Linked DNA regions of Mus musculus: regions 2 and 3 are each linked to region 1. Evidence: chromatin contacts called from public promoter capture Hi-C data. All regions are on one chromosome and are shown on one strand. Each heading gives the region's core, a stretch centred on a gene start, on an enhancer-like site or on the middle of the called end of the contact. The rest is flanking DNA. Distances are from core to core; before and after follow the strand shown.

Region 1 (4,140 bases), core at 318-2,817:
ACATGGAAACATGCAGATGAACCTGCACACACACACACACACACACACACACAAATGCTTTTGGACATATGTCTCATTTTTCTTCAAAGTCTTTTACTAGGTAACTTAGCCTTCTTCCAATTGCTGTGAGAGTTCATTCTTGAATGTAGCAACATCCTGCCCTCTACATTACATGAGTACCTGGAATCCTTTCATCCCTCATATGTTGCTCTTTCTCGTGAGCTAACTACATTGTTGGACAGATTTTAAGACCTTGAACTATGCAGGATGAGACAAAAGTAGAAGCTTTGGAGAGCACCAATTGAAATATCACAGAAAGAGTGGCCTTGACGAGTTCCATTCAAACCAAGAGTCTTTTTAATGCAGCTGCAAGGCAGATCTGAATAATGCCTGATTTTGTCATTCTATCAGTCAGCCAGATGATTCAAGCAGAAACAGAGGAAGTTCAAAGATTCAAGTCTAGTGACATAATGAAGAGAAGAGTGAAAAATTTATAATTCATATGTTAAAGGCTGCATTATAGAATCTAGGATAAAGAAGAAAGGAAAAGCCTAGATCCACCCCACTGCAGAGAAGGCCCTGAAAACAGAAGGCAGGCAGGGATACTCTGCTTCTGGTCTGAGAAACACAATATGACAACCCTTGAAACCTTGAAATTAAAGACAGATTACAAAGGATTGTCTTTGAGAATACTGTGCATCTATCTTCTGATCGTTTTGAAGAGCTTGCTGGTAACCACAATTGATGATAATAGATTGTTATACATTCTCTCTTTTCTTTCAGGGGAGACAAGGGAAAGGCTCCATCTTTGTCTGGGCTTCAGGGAATGGGGGTCGTCAGGGAGATAACTGTGACTGTGATGGCTACACAGACAGCATTTACACCATCTCTATCAGCAGTGCCTCCCAGCAAGGCCTGTCACCTTGGTATGCAGAGAAGTGTTCTTCCACATTGGCTACCTCCTACAGCAGTGGTGATTACACAGACCAGCGAATAGTAGGTTGCCTTGTTTCTGTGTCTCTCTTGAAGTAGAGAAGAATAAGACATACTTTCAGAATGACCCTCTTCCCTGACCTTTGTGGGAAATGATTTCTTTCCGCTTGACGTATCAATTGGGGGGACCACTGCTTACTCTCTTGAAAGACTAGCATATATTGGAAAGTTTCTCTCAGGAATAATGGCACTTCTGCCAAGATGATCTTCCCTGTCATTGTTTAACTCAGGTCTGAGAAGCCACGAAACCTGTCATTACATGCAGCAAACACTCCAAATGCCTTCTGCTTGTCTGATGCCTCCCTGGAAACAGCCTGAAAGAAGATTTCAGGGTCATAGGGCTTAATCACCCTATGCTTACTGATACTCTAATAATAGGGATATAGTCTGACTCAACCACTAGCAAATGATAAAAGTATAGACTCTATACCAGTAATATCTCCTAAGAACAGATAACCTACATGAAAAAAAACAGTCTCAATTTTGCCTGGGATGAACTCCTCAGCCTCTGGGGAGCCTCTGAGGAAAGCAGCTCAAGGAGTTATATGCTTAGATCTCCTCCAGCCCACGCCTGCCTGTGCCTTCACTTCCATGAGTCATGAACAATTATTGAATTTCCCTTCAAGGGCATAATGAAGAACTGTTTGGAGGCTTTGAGAACAGAGATGGGTACTTTCAAACGTCTAAAGCCTCAAATTTAACCAGGTTGATTCTATGTAGATCCTAATCTCAATAAAATAGCAGGCTGTGAACCAGTTAATAACTACAAAGCTTTGGGGGGTTGCCAGTAACCCCAATAGCTTATGATAGGATGTTATACATTTTGTTCTTTGTGGGAGAAAAAGGGCTTCATCATTGTCTGGTCTTCAGTGGATGGGGGCTCTGGAATATATGCATCATTCTCACTAACAACCCTAAAAAAGCCTAAGCAGTACCAATATGTGGTTTGCACAATATCAGTGTTTATAGCTCTTTCTGTACCTAGGCAGAAGAGCCGTGTTGTCTCCACTGGAAGGTGCTGGCCTTCCTCTCATGCCATATGTTCAGTTACTTGAATAATAAACAGACTGTGACATTCTAGTCAAGGGTTCTTTGTAGTAGACACACTTTATAGCTTTAGAAAGGGACATAGCAGACATGTCTACTTGGGTGTCAGAGCCCCTGGCTGTTTCTATTTCTGTGGCATCCAGAGCTGACTTCAGAAAATGGCCTGGTAAGCACTTCAATGTTTCTACTGCATAGACTCCCCCTCATCTGGAAGCCCTTGCACTAAAGCAGAGAAGAGATTTTTCACCTTTGTAGAGATTCATCCTTAGGTAAAGCTGCTCTGGCAGAGACAGCTGGTGGATTCTATTTGAGACAGTTGCAATAACAAGCTTTTCTTACGTAAACCTTTTCCGGTATAGTCATCTCTAGGGACTTATTTTCATCAACAGGTATAAAGGGCAGCTTGACTTGCACAACACTCTGAGAAGCAGAGCCACCATAACTTGAGAAATCCTAGGACACTAAGTGGGAAACCAAAGGAAGTGATAATAGAACACATTATTTTTTTACACCTCCCTCCTACACATTGAAATCTCTAGCTAAAACTGAAGCACTGAAGCTTGGGTGTTGTCTGGTTAGGAATTTTTGGCCCTGCTGTTTATTCAGCCAGCAGACTAACTGGAAGTCTTTGTGGTATTTCTGCATATCTGCATATGGTATATCTCCATAGCCTCTTTATTACTCTAAAGCTAGCCTACACAGTTCCTTGCATGCACTAATAATATTAACAGATACTTTCACAAGGCAGGATCTCATTTATGTCTAGAATGAATCAGGAAATATAAATTCCATGCTGCTAATGTGAAGAGCATATAACATGACTGTGGGTCACATCTAATACACAGCAGTTTTGTAATCTGAACCCAGAACTAAGTGTGGGTTAATTTTTTTAACGTGACCAATCGTATTTAAAGGTAGAAGACACAAACTTGTAGCTTTCCAACCAAGTCAACAGTTAACGCAAAATCTATTCTAAGTAAGTTTTGTTCAAATGTCTCTGATCAAGATGTCATTATATTCCTCTATTACAGAGGCAGACAGATGTCAATCTCAAGGCCAAAGGGAATGCTGTTTGAGTTAAAATTTCTAAATATGCTCAACCATGTTCAATGGACCTGATGATTAATGGACTGGCATGATTCACAGTGACTTAGAAACAGTTCCTTTTTTTATAGACACATTTTGTTTGGGAATCTCAGAAGAGAAAATATTCATAGTGGGAGTACTTCATCCCCAGGAAAGGCAGCTTGATGCCAGAATTATAGACAAGTTGCACATAGAGGAGAGCAAAGTAAAATATCAGCAGATGCCAAATCTTGCTTGAAAAAAGAAAGTAGAAAATCAAATCTTGTGCTTCTTGGTCATAGGAGATGCAGACTTCAGTCTGGCTACCCCTACCATGCTCTTCATGTCTCTACCTTTCTCTCCTTCGTTCCAGACAAGCGCTGACCTGCACAATGACTGCACAGAGACCCACACAGGCACCTCGGCTTCAGCACCCCTGGCTGCTGGTATCTTTGCTCTGGCCTTGGAGGCAAAGTAAGGGCCAAAAATCTGGTCAGCTTGACAAAGACAGCTTTTCATGTTGTTGTCTGAATATGTGATTATAGGAGAAATTTTGAACAACTTCAAAAACGACAAAATCCAGATAATCCTGCCACTTTGAAATTATTATTATTGATGCCTCAATGTAGATTTAAGAAACATACATCTCATTGCATATTATTTTCTAATATTTTCTAATATATTAGAAATACTGTCTCACATCTCAGTCAATACTCCTTGGCTTTCTAAATTCATGTTCCTCCCTAGTATCTTCCTGGGTAACAAACTGGCCCAATCAGCCAGAATTCTGTCTAAATAATTTCCTCAGAGTGATGATGAGAACAAATGTGCTTTCTGCAGAAAATAAAAACTTCATTCTGGAGCTAATATAACTAGATAAGATATGATAATCGAAAATAGGATTTTTATGTTTTCACAATATTTCAAATCATAAACACAAATTTTAGAAAAGTCATGTCATGTCATTATAAATATTGACATCTCTTATGTGTTCCTCAGTATGAACACCCAGAATTGAGAGTCTTGAGACAAATA
Region 2 (3,750 bases), core at 1,024-3,523, 730 kb after region 1:
ATGTGCATGCCTGGTGCCCATGGAAGACAGAAGTAGTGTGCAATCCTACAGAACTAGGTTACAGACTGTGATGAGCCATACTGTGCATGCTGGAAATCAAACCTGAGTCTTCTGGACGAGCGTGGTATTATCAAGGCCCCACAAGTGGTAGTGCTAGCTTGTCTAAAGCCTGCCCAGCAGTACCACAGAGCAGACTGCAAGGTGTAAGGACACCAAGTAAGGAACCAGGAGGGCTGGGCCCCCAAGAACAGTGCAGCATTCAGTTGGAGTAGTCTGTGTTCAGATCTAGGAGGCAAAACTAGGAGAGCTTGGCTATTCCATGTACTGCAGAGGACAGTAAAGATGCCTTTAACTTTCTGCCCTAGCCATAAGACAGATGATTGCGCTTAGAGGCTGAGCAGAAAGCTGGGCAGTTTGAACACTAAGTCTGAGAGGCTGAAGGCAGGGCTTCTCAGCAGACAATGCTTTCCTGAGACTTGGAGGGGAGGTCCACATATTATTAAATATTAGATAAGGGCTCAGATATTAGTCTCAACTAATCTGAACTGCAGGACAGACAATAGAGTTCTCCTGTATCCAGGTACTATCATTTATAAGATTTCAGGTAAATATAGTAGACTGCAAATCAGATGTTGTAAAATTATAGAAACAGTATACTCAGACAAGGATCTTCATCTGTCTGGAGTTTGGAGTTAGGCATAAAGTGAGACTCCAAGCCCCACGTGACTCTATACAGGTCTCTTGGGAGGTCCCCACATTTCTGCACATGATAAATTCACACTGGTTCTAGGATGCTTAAGTAACTGAGGCATTTCAACAGGCAGAGAGAGATAAGGAGGTCAGATTGCAACAAAGAGGAGGTAAGGAAAACAGGAGTGGCAAATATTGAGACAGGGCAGAATGCAAGAGACCGAAGATCATGGTGGTTCTCAAAATGATCTTTGAGATAGATGAGAGAGTCAGATTGTTAGGAAAAGGAGGAAGGGAAAGACCAGACAAATGAGAAGGAGAGAAAGACTCTAAAGGAACAGCCTGAGCTGGGTGCTTATTCCCCAGGGTCATGTGAACAGCAAGAACCCTCAAGAGGTCCTTGAAACAGCTGGCATCAGAAGGTTGCCAGAAAGTTAAGACTCTAGCCCTAAACTTGTTCAGAATTGTGGGAAGCTATGGGCTGAGAGGTCTACAACCCTGCCATGGGCCAGCCACCTCAGCCATGCAGCCAGGCCGCTTCTCCGTTGGCAGAACTCTCTCTCCGCTTCTTCTGTGGCCCTGACTATTACCATCTGACTGTTATTTTGCCATTTGATGTGGGTAACAGTGAGAGTGACAAAGAAAGCAGCCCCCAGAAGTCAGTTTACTTCTCTTTGGTCACAATGTGCACCAGAGCCGTCACCAGGACATGACTGTAGTCTGACCTCCTGTAAGATACTCTGGTTCTACTGTGGAGCTGGTTGCTTGCTTGGAAAGGTGCTTCAGTCTGACAGGAGTTTTCTCTTCGACTTGCTTATCTACCTCAGCACCACCTCCCAAAGCACCTCAGCTCACTGTCAAAACAAGTCAGACAGGAAAAGATCCACATTCTGTCTGGAATCTCAGGTCAGGGGTTATGGGAGAATTTGTTTCTTACTGAACTGCTATTCAAAGGTCACCAGCCCTAAGGCTTTTGGAGTAAGAGAGACCTATTAAAAAGCTTAGCTTCACAGGTAGGCCCCGTGGCAAAGTTCAGTCACAAATCTACCCCACTGAAAAGGGCTCATTGTTCACCATGAACTCAGAGCATGGCACCCCACTTTTTAAAGACAGAGAGAAAGTACAGACAAGCACATTTTTACATGTCAAGAACCAAGTCCACTAATCACACAAGTACCCACCTTACAGGGCAAAGAAAGCATGCCGGTGCAACCCACAAGGCCCAATCACTATGCAGTCCCCACATCCTATGAAGAGCCAAAGCTTTCCTGAATGGTTGTGTTTTTATTTTTCAAAACAACCGTGTTTCCAAAAGAAGAGAGAGAGAGAATTTGTTCTAAGAGGACCTGGGGCCTCCTACCCAGAAACTGGTCTGCGCTGTCTCTGCTACCCTAGAGGGTGACTTAGTTCTGTTCTTGGGGAGGACACAAGACAGCCTGTTATAGCTTACACAGCCAGTGTGCAATGGTAGGCCTAGGAAGTACTGACTCATACCAAAATGAACTGACTTTGGGGCTGGCCCTTTAAAACTGAAGCATCCTACTTGGTAACTCCTCCTCCAAGGAGGTTCCTTATTAAATGAGAGCTGCTGGCTAAGCGCCGCTGCATTACCGGACCATTACTTTCAACTGCACGTTCCTCCCTGGAGAAGCTGCAGCCTGTCAGCATGGCTCAGGAGTTTGTGAACTGCAAGATCCAGTCTGGGAAGGTGGTCGTGTTCATCAAGCCCACCTGCCCCTACTGCAGAAAGACCCAAGAAATCCTCAGTCAACTGCCTTTCAAACAAGGTCTTCTGGAGTTTGTGGACATCACAGCCACTAACAACACCAGTGCGATTCAAGATTATTTACAACAGCTCACCGGAGCGAGAACAGTGAGTGTGTTTAAATGCTAAGGAAGCGCTGGGGTGTTGCTGTTTCCTTTCCAGAGCTTTGTAGACAGCTAGCTGTGCCTTTTCTAGGATGCCGTTGCCTGGGCTCTGTCCTTCAAAGCAGCCAGAGGACTTTGCAGGGTGTGGGGGAGGGACTCAAGGGAAGACACTGCTCAAATGAGTGGGCAGCAGGACTGCCTGGGAGGACCAGAAGGCAGAACGCTGGTTGGTGTGTGGATAGTGGGCCTGACAGCTGGGCTGGCGGCAGTTAAGTGTTTATCTGAAGGCTTTGTTTTAAGCACTATTTTGAACTGGCAGTGTTCTTCTGGCAAGGCAGGAGGCAGCTTCGAGGCTGGATGTGATCTCTAGCTTTTATGTTATGGATGGGGGCCATAGGCACTCTCTTCCCCCTGTTAGCATGTAGTGGGGTCTGCGGCCCTTCCTTTTCTTTGCACTAGGCTTTCTTTCTTTATCACCTAGTTTGTCCATTCTTACCTAGCCCCACCCACTAGAAAAGTAAATCCTGGACTCCATTTTTGCCTGTGCTGCCTTAATTGTAGGATATTTTCAGGTCTGGTTATCATGATAACTTACTGTATGATCTGATGGATTCTTGCCTTGGAGATCCATCCTCAGTGACGCAGGCTGCAAGATTAGAGGGAGCGCTTCAAAGTCCTGTTCCACAAATCCATATGCAGCTCTCTAAGAACACCTTCCTCCTCAGAAAAGGCTTTCTTTGTGCCTGGGCTGCTGCTGGAATGCCCAGCTCAACAGACTCCAGTGCTGGAAAGTGAGCTTGTTGTACAGTTAACTGGAGTGTTGGGGACAAAGCCGAGGCAGCCCCAACAAGCCAAGAACCTTGGCCACCTGCCTCCAATACCAACTAAAGTGACGCGTGACAGTGAAAAGCAGAGGAAAGAAACTTCCTCAGTGAGGCTTCATTGGGAAGCTGAAAAAATACAGATGTCCATGGATGCCCAAGTCCATAAAATGTATGGTGTGTGTGTCTGTGTACCCTTGTTTACACAACAGCCCAGTGGTTAATGTTGGATGACTTATTTAATCACTCTCAGCCTTACTTTGGTGAGACACCGTCCTTCACTGAATCTGGAGTTCACAGGCTGGGATGGACTGGACTAGCTAGCAGCCAGAACGCCCCTGGGATCTTCCTATCTAGATCTCCCCAGCTT
Region 3 (3,800 bases), core at 1,125-3,624, 830 kb after region 1:
GGGGGTGAGCAATTTACCAAAACCACATATAGTGAGAGCATGGGGTGTGAAAGCTGTTCCTTTTGTTGTCCAAAGCGCTGTTTGATATTCCGACTCAGTACATATGCCAGTCCCAGCTGACAGGCATCACCAACCTTCATATTTCTGGCAGAATTTACTTGCATTCAAGAGGAAGACCCAGAAGCTCAGAGTGAATAACTGCCTATTTAATTCACTGCGCTTGAGGGCTCATCCAATCTGGGAAGTTGTACCCAGTGACGAATGTGTCGTCACAGACTGTGAGCACACACAATTGGAATTCCCTTTATAAACCATGACAGTCAAGATGTGACAAGAGTCAAGACCACAAAGCTTATTTTTCACCCATTTTGAAGATTTTGTGTTATCTATTTTATTCTTATAAAATGGCTGGCTCTTGGCTAAATGGACACAGGCAGGAAAGGGTTAACTCTCAAATTAAAACAAAACAAAACAAAAAGCAAATCCCAACATCCTAATTCATCTTCTCTTATGTTTTCTGTGTCTACTCCATTGATTCATTGCACATTTATTCAACAGTATACTGAATAAGTAATACTTTTAGGCTACAAAATCTTTCATAATAAAAGGGCTCAAAGTAACTGTGCCTACCAGTCCTCCCTAGTGGCATCTTTTGATACTGTCATCACTGTCATACTTGAAGGTTAGGTAGCATCCTTTCATTTATTTCAGCACACTGATATGAGTTTCCAGTTAAAGAGTGCTTTCTTTCCATAATAGGAAAATATGCTCAAGAAAATTTTCTCTTTACTTTTTACACATTTCTATTCAAAAGTATGCTAGTTCTCCTTAGCTCTGGTAGTTTTCTTAAAAAAAAAACTGTCTTTTTAATGTAAAAATCTCACATAATTTGTACCTTTTTTAAGACCCAAAAGTTTAAACATTTATATATTATGTATATATAGTAATCTTTAGCTGAAAAATATATAACTACAATATCAGCAAGAAATCACAGATTTAAAATTAAATGAAGACACTTGAAATACATAGTGCTACTGTGTTATGAAGATATTTGTAAGTCAGGGAGCTGTCTTCTTTGTCCTTTTATCAAACACTTCAGAGTCAAGCTACTCAAGAGACAAGCTAAGACTTATTTTATTCAACTATCATAAACATGAAGATTTATTTAAGTTCTTAGTGGTATTTCCAATTTATTAACCACTAAAACAAAAGGCTAATATATGAGCATTAGCACTATTAAAAACTAGTCTTTTCAGAGGTTAATAATCAACAAATAAGCCATTTAAAATTAGTTCTCAAATCCCATTCTTTTTTCCCTTGTTCCCATACTATTTTTGACCTGTCCCTGTCTAGAGTATTTTTGCCTACGTTGAGCTGTAAAGGGCAGTATTTATAGAACACATCTCCCTATCCTCCACGAGGTGGACATGAAAACATGACTCTTGGCCAGTGGAACTTCGCGACCCTGTTTGGGGTTGGCACATTCAACTGTCAGCTGTCCATCCACTAAAGAACAAGTCTTGAAACACAGTAACGGCTCTATATTGCCCTGGGGCCATTTTACCTTACAGACGTGACTGGGCTGCCCCCACCACCTCCAAATTGTAACAAAGGATGGGATTTGCCAAAAAATGTAAAAACACAAAAACAAACTAAAAAAACTCTCCAGGCAATCAGGAAATTAAGAAACAAGGGGAGGAGGGATCCAAAAAGGCAAGCTCCTTCCTCCTGGGCACCGCGCAGCCACTGCCCCTTACCCAGACGGGACAGTCGTGCACCACCAGCTTGACGTTCCCGAACGCACTGGCCTGGTACTCAGTGAACACCGGGCGCGCGACCGTGCTGGCCGCGTTCAGCAACAAGCTACTCTCGTCCCCCGACACCAGCGGGCTTCTTCCCAGGTATGTGCGGATGAGCCCCGACGGCCGGTTGTCCTGGTGGAACGTGTCGCCCTCGTTCCCCAACGCCACGATGTGGATGGACCTGCGGGGCCGAGAGGGGCGCGGTGAGCGGGTGGGTACAGCCAGGGCGCGTGGCACGTCCCGGACCCAGACCGTGGCAGAACGGCGACGCGTACGTACATGATCGCGGCTGGCAGGGCGGCGCGGAGATGGCAGCGGGCGGCCTGGCGGGGGCCCGGGCGACGCTCTCACTGCAGTCAGCTCATCCCCGGCCGCGGCCCTCCCGCTCCTACGACGCGGCGCTACCGACGCAGAGGAGCGGGCCGGGAGTGAGCGGCCGGCCGGGCGCTGGCAGCGCTGCGGTCCCTGGTCGCCGCTCCTGGCCGCCGCGCCTCCGCCCGGGCTCCGCCTCCGCTCGGCGGGGCCGGAGGCCCGCACGTGTCGCCCCGAGAGTCCGGCGCGCGGGGGAGCTGGCTGCTGGCCGAGGCCGCGGGACACAAAGGAGCGGTGGGCGCGGGGACGACGCCGGAGCCCGGGAGCAGCTCGCCGCCAATCCGCCTGCAGCAAGTTTCCTCAACTCGGAAGGCTGAAACCTGAGCCGGGAGCGGGGGAGGGGCGGCCTGGCCCCCGCCGGGGACCAGAAGAGAGCCCAGCCAGGAGGCAGCCCCCTGCCCACCCCGCGGTCCCGTACCCACCCCAGCCTTCGCAGAAAGTGTGTTATCGTTTTGTCAATTTACAACATGCGCTTTGGCTGTTTTGTAAAATCGTACTTGTGAAGAAGGAAAAAAAAAAAAGGCAACATTCATGCAGCTGCAGAAAAGGTTCTTTGTTCACGCACCAATTAATTTGCGGGTGCCACTTTGGAAAGGTCATTTACTATTGCAAGCTATATTTGGCATATTTTAACCAAGATTGTGGAATTTGAAGTGTTGGGATTTTTAATGTGTGTGGTTTAAAAAAAAAAGAAAAAAAAAAAAAAGAAAGTTGTAGCAGTTTACTTGGATTTTTTTCAGTACACATTCCAGTTACATTATTTAATAATAGCTCACTGAAAAAGAAGGATCATGTTAATGTAAGGATATTTTAGATTCTTTCGTGATGACACACAGAAGTAAAGCTTGTGGAGGCCCCAAAAGGGCCTCAGACTACCTCCAGTATAAAACACCATGAGGACTGCTAATACTAGGACAGGCCAAAGGCTACTCTGGGGCTCCCTCATAAATATTAAAATTCTCACAAGCATCTCACACACAGTTAAGAGTTCTTGTTTATCTTTTTGATTATTTGCTCTGCTTTGAAATTGGGCTTGTTTTCTCTGTTAAGTGGACCTGTTTTGAGAACTAGATGTTTAAAAGGTCCTGGGAAGACTGAGGAAAACAAGAAGCTGGGAGATGGCCACAACTGTTTATTAGGAATCAGTATTGCTCAGCTGAGACAGAATTAGCTTCCTGTCCATAGACAGGGCAGGGCAGGGGGCGTTCTCTATGTAGTTTACTTAGTCCTCTCTGTTCTTTGAGATAGGTCTTCCCTCCTCAGCCTCCCAAATAGCTGTAATTAGAGTCACTAGTAAAGACAAAACCAAACAAAAACAAAACCAGCCCAGGCTATATCGTGAGCTCCAGAAGAGCCAGTTACATAGTGAGACCCAGTCCTAAATAAATAAATAAATAAATAAATAAATAAATAAATAAATTTTTTCCTTTGTGTCCAAGTACAATGTTTTGTAGTTTCTGGAAATAACCATCCTGAAAGATGCAAATGTGCAGAGTCACAGTTCCTCTTGGATCAAAAGAAAGTATACGGTCTCATCAGTCTAATGGCCCACCAGTCAAACACCATGACACTGAAGTGCATAAATAGATAAAGAATATAGCTTACTGTGAGACTACGCCGGGGCCT

The links. Promoter capture Hi-C pulls out the DNA fragments that hold promoters and counts their contacts.
Region 2: a contact with region 1 is called in a promoter capture Hi-C map of hippocampal neurons, with 3 times the contacts expected there. The contact joins the promoter of Glrx here to the enhancer-like site in region 1. A contact is called at or near these places in 9 of 39 promoter capture datasets (cranial neural crest, embryonic stem cells, hippocampal neurons and 3 more), 3 of 115 datasets of contacts at active chromatin or transcription factors (SST interneurons and embryonic stem cells) and 1 of 9 other capture datasets (embryonic stem cells).
Region 3: a contact with region 1 is called in a promoter capture Hi-C map of hippocampal neurons, with 2.4 times the contacts expected there. The contact joins the promoter of Rhobtb3 here to the enhancer-like site in region 1. A contact is called at or near these places in 5 of 39 promoter capture datasets (the C10 cell line, cranial neural crest, hippocampal neurons and 2 more) and 1 of 9 other capture datasets (embryonic stem cells).

Annotation. Positions count from the first base shown.
Region 1 is chr13:75,111,759-75,115,898 of GRCm38.p6, forward strand. It overlaps Pcsk1 (proprotein convertase subtilisin/kexin type 1), which reads left to right. Exons shown (of 14, transcript NM_013628.3): 8 at 784-996; 9 at 3,479-3,579. Among named protein-coding and RNA genes, the nearest start is that of Pcsk1, 24 kb to the left of the region's middle. Within about 2 kb of position 1,568, at least 17 of the 459 cell types and tissues checked have an H3K27ac peak or open chromatin away from gene starts, as enhancers often do. A contact at or near this core is called in SST interneurons and hippocampal neurons, where this site is marked.
Region 2 is chr13:75,837,613-75,841,362 of GRCm38.p6, forward strand. Glrx (glutaredoxin) reads left to right here and starts at 2,274. Exons shown (of 3, transcript NM_053108.4): 1 at 2,274-2,563. The coding sequence starts at 2,357. It overlaps Gm41005 (a long non-coding RNA gene), which reads right to left and starts at 3,456. Exons shown (of 2, transcript XR_873685.2): 1 at 3,155-3,456.
Region 3 is chr13:75,941,450-75,945,249 of GRCm38.p6, forward strand. Rhobtb3 (Rho-related BTB domain containing 3) reads right to left here and starts at 2,375. Exons shown (of 12, transcript NM_028493.2): 1 at 2,082-2,375; 2 at 1,758-1,983. The coding sequence starts at 2,083.